Linked DNA regions of Mus musculus: all the other regions are linked to region 2. A link is a contact called in public HiChIP or PLAC-seq and promoter capture Hi-C data. All regions are on one chromosome and are shown on one strand. Each heading gives the region's core, a stretch centred on a gene start, on an enhancer-like site or on the middle of the called end of the contact. The rest is flanking DNA. Distances are from core to core; before and after follow the strand shown. Region 1 overlaps Mre11a (MRE11A homolog A, double strand break repair nuclease). Region 2 holds the start of Cep295 (centrosomal protein 295). Region 3 holds the start of Kdm4d (lysine (K)-specific demethylase 4D).

What was found. HiChIP or PLAC-seq counts read pairs in DNA pulled down with a chosen protein or histone mark. Capture Hi-C pulls out chosen DNA fragments and counts their contacts.
Region 1: a contact with region 2 is called in an H3K4me3 HiChIP or PLAC-seq map of bone marrow-derived macrophages, with 3 times the contacts expected there. The contact joins the enhancer-like site here to the promoter of Cep295 in region 2. A contact is called at or near these places in 4 of 39 promoter capture datasets (the C10 cell line, hematopoietic stem and progenitor cells, neural stem cells and 1 more), 1 of 484 Hi-C or Micro-C datasets (embryonic stem cells), 1 of 115 datasets of contacts at active chromatin or transcription factors (bone marrow-derived macrophages) and 1 of 9 other capture datasets (liver).
Region 3: a contact with region 2 is called in a promoter capture Hi-C map of liver, with 3 times the contacts expected there. The contact joins the promoter of Kdm4d here to the promoter of Cep295 in region 2. A contact is called at or near these places in 5 of 39 promoter capture datasets (hematopoietic stem and progenitor cells, hippocampal neurons, liver and 2 more), 5 of 484 Hi-C or Micro-C datasets (CD4 T cells, double positive thymocytes, myeloid progenitors and 1 more), 1 of 115 datasets of contacts at active chromatin or transcription factors (memory CD8 T cells) and 2 of 9 other capture datasets (adipose tissue and liver).

The regions. Positions count from the first base shown.
Region 1 is chr9:14,833,935-14,836,634 of GRCm38.p6, reverse strand. Mre11a (MRE11A homolog A, double strand break repair nuclease) reads right to left here. Exons shown (of 20, transcript NM_018736.3): 20 at 1-2,700. Among named protein-coding and RNA genes, the nearest start is that of Gpr83, 25 kb to the left of the region's middle. Within about 2 kb of position 1,359, at least 43 of the 459 cell types and tissues checked have an H3K27ac peak or open chromatin away from gene starts, as enhancers often do. A contact at or near this core is called in bone marrow-derived macrophages and hematopoietic stem and progenitor cells, where this site is marked.
Region 2 is chr9:15,356,475-15,359,174 of GRCm38.p6, reverse strand. Cep295 (centrosomal protein 295) reads left to right here and starts at 1,387. Exons shown (of 27, transcript NM_176976.4): 1 at 1,387-1,549. The coding sequence starts at 1,432.
Region 3 is chr9:14,499,117-14,501,816 of GRCm38.p6, reverse strand. It overlaps Kdm4d (lysine (K)-specific demethylase 4D), which reads left to right and starts at 1,335. Exons shown (of 2, transcript NM_173433.2): 1 at 1,335-1,709. Cwc15 (CWC15 spliceosome-associated protein) reads right to left here and starts at 1,198. Exons shown (of 7, transcript NM_023153.3): 1 at 1,036-1,198.

The sequences.
Region 1 (2,700 bases), core at 110-2,609, 520 kb after region 2:
AGGTAAAATACGCAGCCTACACGTATGATGGAGGATAGTTACAGCTTTGCTGACTAGATTCTCAGTCACTGCACAAGACTGTGCGGAGATTATCTGCTGTAACCGTCTAAGTGCATACAGCAGCAGAACCAGAGTGCGAGCTCTGAACTGCAGCCATGCATGCTCCTCAGGCATGGCGAGCTCGTGCCACTGGCTCCTGCCCAAGAGGACTCCCTGCACAGGTTAAGGCATGGCTTTTCTATAGTTACTGTCACCAGCAACTTTGAAGGTTTATAAAGATAACATTCACGTGCTCCTAAATTAAACTCTGCTTGCTGTTCAGAGGCTTGCCAGGCAAGCAGCTGGAGGTACAGTGCGCTCGCTCTCCACGCGTACTCACGGGATGCAGAGATGGACTCTTTGGTAAGCTAAAGGACAAAGGTCTCCATTCATCGTGGAGCTATCACATCCTTAAGAGCAAATGGGGCGCTCAAAAATCATCTGGAAGGCTGTTGGGAGTCAGGCCGAATCCTGGCCTTCTCAAGATGGCCCATGAGAGGACAAGAGAGCTCAGTCCTGTGTCGTCCTCACACAACGCACACTTGGCAAGCTCTGGGCTGGGGCCTTGATGGAGTTAAGATTTTGGTTCCTGAGAACTTATCTTTTCCCTCTGAAGAGACTGAATTCATCAGTTCCAAGGCCACTATGTGCTCAGTCTATGATGCCCTTGAGCTACCATGGTACCTTGTGCAACATGGCTTGATTAGCTTCCTGGGACTTCATCCCGTTGTATGGTAACTTTCTGCCTGTGCCCTATTTCCTCACAACACACCATGTAAGATGTACTTCTAAAGAAACCTGCCTGGCATAAAGTCAGCTCTGCAAGACTTCCTGAGCCCAGCGTTCCTATAATCTTTATTTTCCGAACCTGTGCACTCCCTCTCAGAAACCTGTCACTAAAGAACAACTTGTTCCAGGTCCCAAGACTTCATCCAGCTGACACTCACAGGCCTGAAAACTGTCACCAAAGAACCAATGTCAGATCTGTCTAAACAAACCCCAGAGAACTTTGTGGTACACTGATTACACAATGACCTTCAATCAACACTATTTCCCCTTTGTACTTCCCATACTGCCAGGTTATACTGCATGCTGCTCACATGGTAGATTTCCACACTGCCAGGGACTCACTTCCCCTAGCAGCTAGCAGCATCATTTTATACTCTAGCTGAGATTTTTTGTTTTGTTTTGCTTTTTATTTTTCGAGACAGTGTTTCTCTGTATAGGCCTGGCTGTCCTGGAACTCTCTTTGTAGACCAGGCTGTCCTGGAACTCAGAAATCTGCCTGCCTCTGCCTCCCAAGTGCTGGGATTAAAGGTGCGCACCACCGTGCCCGGCTAGCTGAGATTTTTTAATGGAGGAAAAGCCTCACTAACCTTTCCAGGAGACTCTCAGGGACTTTAGTGACCAACCTCACTGTCACTCACCTAGGATCATCTCACTGGCACACAGACAAGGCACCACCTAATGCTGGCTATACCTCAGTGGGTCAGGGAGTACCACCTCCCACTAGCCTCCATCTCACAGAGCCCCTCACTTCATCTCCATTCAATCCACTTCAAGTTTAATGTGATTGAGATGGAGGGTGGGGAGAACTACCCGAAGGGATCTCACAGGACCAGGCCTTGTGCTGTCAATGTTCCCTGCTGACAACCCTGTGCTCACATCAGTTACAAAGCTTGTTCTAAGCAGCTCATTAGCACTGAATTATAGTTCTAACTTAAACCACTTGGTGATTGGTGGTACCGTCAGGTGCTGGGCTTCAAAAACTTGGCAAGTTCCAGACAGGCACTGTTTAGCCCAAGCACTGGTGTCTACAACTATGAAGAACATCATGTTGTCATGCTAGAGGGTTCAGATTTTATCAGAGTGACTGAACACACTTGCCTTATAAAATTAAGACCAGCAGAAGTTTTTAGAGTGTGGGACAGGGAATGAGATTATTTATCTTATCTCAGAAGGGATAACATTTTTATTTATTTCCTTCCTAAAACAAGTAAAAAAATATAAGTGTGCTGTTTCGGTCAGTTCTGGGATCATCCACTCAGAGATGTTTACAGCAACTGAAGCCAGTGTGCTGCTGGTGGAGGAGGTCCGGCACCAACACCGGCAGAAGCTGTACTGCTGCAGTATGGCAGCCTGAACTAACCACAAGGTCAGATGCTGCTTTGCCTAAAAAAGCTTTCCGGTATTTTTAAGAAAACAGAAAAATTCTATTAGCCTTTTCTTCCTGACAAGTATACGAGAAAGAAAAAGAGCTTGTCATTACTGACAGAGCCATCAAGAAAATGAGTCCTGCCCAATGGGCACAGGATCTGAATCTCTGCTATAACATGAATAAAAATCAAAACCAAAACAGCCAAAATGTTCTTAACAAAAACCTTCTACTAATTATTTAAATATAAGACCCTTCTGGTCCTAGTAGACGGTCCTCTAGCAAGCTCTGATATCCACACTTGATAACAAGCAGGGTGCTGGGTGCCCCCCACACAGGAGGGCCTGGCTTTCTGGAGATCTAGGAGATGGTTACAGCACATGCCACTCAAGTCTGTAAGCTTTCCCATCAACTGCTAGCTGTGGCACAGAGGCTGACAGCCTCTGATCATGAAGCAGAAATGAACAACGGAGGGGTTTTCTCTAATCATCATTTAAGAATGGGAT
Region 2 (2,700 bases), core at 138-2,637:
CACAATGTATAGGCTGACACTCTCTCACCCTACTGAGCTTGCTCTGATCCCTCCTGGTTTCCTATTCAAAACAGAACATGTCTCAAGCTCAGATTTCCACTTGAGTACTTTCTGCCCAAGACGCCAGCTGGGTAGAGCTGTCCAGTCATCAGGTCAGCAAATGACAGAGGGGTGTCAGGCAACTGAACCAAAAGTGCTTGCTACACCTCTTCTTCCAGACTTGCGACCAAGTGAACATGCCTCTGCTGGGAATGGTGCATGAGTTTAATGCAGATGGATCTCCTTATGGCAAGGCCTGAGGAGTTGGGTCCCCACATGGCAAAGACCTATGGGATATTGGAACAGAATCTCCTGGCCTTTCCCCAAGGAATGCTTGGTTCGCTTTTGCCTTGCATTTGTGTGTTTGACTTTGTTATTGGAAGTATTTGCTTTTACTTTGTTTGTGACAGATGTTTCTCTAGAATCAGAAAGTTTGGACTGTGATTCATTCCTATTTGTCTCTGAGGCCATGAAAGTGGAATAGACCACTACTCCTGTGTTTGTTAATAATGATGCGGTTGGTCAACAAGAGGGCCTAGTCTGTGTACACCAGCTAACATCCAGATGTTCTCTCCTTATGGTTACTTAGTTCCAACAATTTGCCCTACAGTGCTGTTCCAAACAATAGTTACATGGGTATTAAAAGCTTAAGAAGGTCTTTCTGGATTGTTGGTTCCAAGACTTAACAGGAATATTCAGAGGTTACACCAAGCAAGGATGAGCAACTGACTCGGTTTACTAATTTGCCCTGGGCACTAGAGGAATGAGATTTCCTAAGGGGACAGGCTAGGTGTCAATAATTAAATCAGAATTTCTCGGGTATGTAGTTTATCGCCTCTCTGTACTGTATCCTCAATTGGTTATGTATCAATGTGCTGGGTTAGATATTAGCCACGTGCTCAATCTATATTTCATCTTTCTTGATACTGTTCATGGGTTAGCAGGAAACCGTGGCGACTGAGAAGGAAGTACAGTGTGCACTTGGTTGAACATAGGAAGTTCTTAAAAGAGACGTGGAAAACTAGATGTATAAATAAAGGTAGTCTGAGTTGTCTCGGTGTCAGAGTATAGTATGTGAACTGCACTTCCTGGTCCAAGTCTTCCGCCGATTCCACACATCCTCCTTCATGTTCTGAACCCGACCCAGGATTGACTGCCGGCGACAAAACACCACAGAGCAAGTGGGACAAGACCCTGACAGTTGAGAGGGATAATGGCCCGTTGCGCAAGCTGCGCGTGCGTGCGTGCGTGCGTGCACGTGGGCGGGGCTGCGCGTGCGCCGAGCTGGAGGTGGGCGGGGGCTTGGCACGGCGCGGCCTTCCGGGCGGCCCCTGCGGAGGCGGTCCTAAGCTGGTTCCCGCCGTCCGATCCCGCCATTGGCGGGCCGTTTGAATGACGGAAGTGACGAGAGCCGGGTCATGGCTGTCCCGCAGGTACCCAAACGGCTGCTGGGTAGCCGGCCGGGTGCGGGTGCCTGTGTGTCGTGAGGCCAGACCACACACGCTGTCAGGTGAGTGACGGAGGCCCGCCAGGGTTCTTCTGGCTGGCCGCGAGCAGGCTGGCGAACCTTCCGGCCCTTTAAACCGCCCCGAGGCCGGCCCTACAGAGAGCTCGGCCTTTCTGAGGCATCCGCCACCCGTAGCTCTTCTGGTACTCTTCCTACACTCAAGCTATGAAAAAAATGGCAGTCTCATTCGAGAGTGTTAGTTCACCCTGTAATCCCAGCACATGCAAGGCAGTGCTGAGGCAGGAGAAATGCCTCGTGTTCAAGACCAGCCTAGGCAATAAACCCTACAGCAGCGAATGGTTGTCGTCAGTCTTACATTAGAATGTGTTCGGCGGTTGGGTAGTAATTAAGCCACACGTACATATAGTACAGCCACGTGTGGTGGCTATTACCCCCTTACACGGAATAAAGTTAACAAGGCCCAAGGGATTTGAAACTTGGCTTCTGCCTTTTGCTAATGAATGGCTCTTGCATCCACATCTATTAATTTTTTGGTTACTGTGTGTCAGATACTGCCTAATCCTTAGAAGGAAATCTATCAAGATAAGCCCTACTGTGTCCATCATTATTGGACACTTAAAACACAGAACTTGAAGAGTCCACATGGGTAGAAATGACTAGTGAACAAGCCAGGTAACAGGATTCTACTTAATAGATGCAGGAGGAATACTTGTCTCCTATGGAGGACAACTTAAAATGTTCCTCTCTTGGAGCCTCAACCATCCTCAGGAGTATTTTCTTAAGAATTCAGTGGAGTGTATTGGAAAAGGCTTTTTTTGTTTTGTTTTGTTTTCCGAGACAGGGTTTCTCTGTGTAGCCCTGGCTGTCCTGGAACTCACTCTGTAGACCAGGCTGGCCTCAAACTCAGAAATCCACCTGCCTCTGCCTCCCGAGTGCGGAAAAGGTTTTCAATTCAAGCAATTACTACTGTTTGACATTTGTTCTTCGATGAAGTCATGACTGGGTCTGCCATGTAGTACTGTATATGGATTAGTCACTTTCTCGTTCAGTCCACGCTGAATTATTTATAAGATGCAAGACAGTTTTTTAGACAAAAGAGATGAGGTGATGAATAAGATCATACTTGTCCTGACCACAATTGTGATAAAGAATTCTCTGTGAAAAGGAATGGTTTCAAGCTGGGCATGGTGGCG
Region 3 (2,700 bases), core at 86-2,585, 860 kb after region 2:
GCTTCAACACAAGTTCCTAAAAATCCGAATTATGAAACTCAGGGTGTTTACTAGGCAACTCTTATTCAGTATAAATAACTACTATGAAGATCTGAGTTAGTGCTTCTGTTCTGGCTGGGTAGCCCTGGGCAAGTCTTCTAGCTCGTTTCTGTCATTTGTGGAATGCCGACATTTCTATAGTATTATGAGATTCCCATACATGATGTCAGATCTTGCACAACAGTGTAGTGTAGCTTTTAAAATAAATGACTTAAAAAAATGTTATCCCACTAGCACTAGCTTCTCTGAGATTTTATTTTATTCTTTTTTAAAAAAAATTTATTCTTTTTTTTTTTTTTTTTTAATTATAGGATCTCACAATGTAACTGTCCGGCCAAGATTTGCTGTTCTACCAGAAACCTCACACTACAGCAAAGAACCCAATAAAAAACAAATTTCTTTTAAAGTCACAGTCAAACTTATTATGTTAAAATTTGTTTAAAGTCCCCAGTGACATTTACATGGGCAACCATTACCCCAGAATCTTGTTGACTCAATTTTCTTCTAAAGCAGTTACCACAACATTTATCAAGGCTGTAACTTCCGCGATGCTCAGAAAATCGGAACTCCACCCAACCAAGTATCAAGAACCCATCCTGAACTGGGTATGATGGGGGTACTCCTGTGATTCCAGAGCTTGGGAGGTGAAAGCAAAAGAATCGGGAGTTCGAAGCTAGCCTAGGCTACAAGAGAACCTTTGCCATTTTTAGCTGTCAAATAAGAATTGCAGCCTAACTGCAGGGCTACTAAATCTCCGTTAGCTTAAGCAGCTGCTCACACAGATCGTGTGTGAAGTGGGAGTTTCTCCCCATCCCACCCTCCTTTGCTTTTCTCAGTGTCTGAGGCGCTGCACCGGTGACCGCCCCGGGCTCGGCTTCAGCTCCGGACCACCATCCCTGCACCGCGGCCTGTACGATCGTCACGGGCTGCGGCGGCGACTCGGCTCCCCGGTGCCACCCACACAAGAACCACAAACCACCATGCCCGGCTGCTCACTCTGGCGGGGGTCCTACGCAGCACCTTCCGAAACTCACTCATGAACCAATGCGACCCTTAGCTCCCAGAAATCTCGGCGCCGGGGGCGCCAGGCCCAAGACCGGAAACAAAATGCAGAGCTTCCAGTTTTTACACCAGGGGCTCGGTTGAGACCCGGAAGCAAAACCTTCGCACTTCCAATGGCTGTGGAGAAGATGCGAACTCCACACCCGGAAGCAATTCCGGAGTTGTGTGTGTGTTTTTTTTTTTTTTTTTTTTAAACCGTCTCTCACAGGCTGACGCAGTGACCAATCAGCAAAGACACGGGAAAAAGATGGAATGACGTTGCCTAGGGGCGGAGCCAAGGCAGCTTAGGGGGCGGGCGTTTGAAACCGGTGCTTCATAGTCGACCCCAAATATCATCTTTTTTCCTTTGCGAACCAATTACTTAATCTCTCTTGCGTCTTTTCCTTTCCCGACCCCCTCCCAGACTCGTTCGCTGCGGTTCTGCGAGGACGGAGGCGCCAGGAGCCGGTCCGCGTCTCGCAAGAGAGATGTGAGGAGAGCTTGCCAACTGACCGACCCAACGGCTCCTGCTCCTCAGTAGACCCCGCAGCCTAGGGACTAGAGTTGTCACTTAAGTGGATATGAAGAAGGCGCAAATAAGTACGGGGGCAGCCACGAGCTTTCCAAAGGTACCATTCCTGCGAAACCACTAGCCTTGAAGGCAAGGGTTATAGTCGCATTGCTTGTTAAGATATATAAATATATAGATATATAGCTATATGCATTAAGCGTTGTAGCGTGAGGGGAGATGCTTGTGAGCGTTTACGATAGTGACAATTTATGGAGCAGTGGGCCTAACTGCCAGGAGGAGCACGAGATGGGATTAAGATGGCTTCGCCAACGTTGTCTTGTGCCCCATCATTGAGATCTTGGGGACGGCCGATGCTCGGTAAAGAGGATTCTGTTCTCCAGTTTATCTCAAGTGGAAGGGTCTCCTAAAATTGAACATTTCCGTTCTTTTCTGTCCTTCCTTTGGAACTTTTAAATGAAGAAAGAGAATTAGAAAAGAACCCACTCCCTCCCGAATGTGCCCGCTCCCCAAGTAGAAGGTGAAAGCTTCATATTTTTGCCCTGAGCCTCACACAAAGGACACCGCTTTCACATTAGTGACTCAAACCCAAAGATGGAGACCCTCTTCCTTCCCTCGTCACATCCTGTTCACCTGCCACTCTTGTCCAGTATTGTGAAAATTACCCTGAAGTTCCTTTGCTTGTCACCACACTCCTTCAGGCCACTGTCATTTCCTCTTGATTTGTAATTGCTTTCATAGGGACTTTCCTAGTTTTGCACAAACAGAGTGATTTTTTCAGATTACCAGGTAGTGGTTTTGACACTTAGGATAAAACAGCCTCTTGCTTTTACTTACACAGTCTGCCTCCTGCCTGCCTTTAGTCACAGGCACACCACACTCAAGATACACTCAACTGGACATTTCTGTTTCTTTCAACAAGGCAGGATTCCATTGTTTCATTTGAGTTTTGAGCCAAGCTCTTACAGTGCAGCCCAGGCTGGCTTTCAACTTAAGTTCAGGCATGCATTCATCTGTTTTTAAAGACTTGGGACTGTGTTCTTCACCTCTGCCTCCAAGACACCTGTAACTCGGTTCTTCAGGGCATAGCT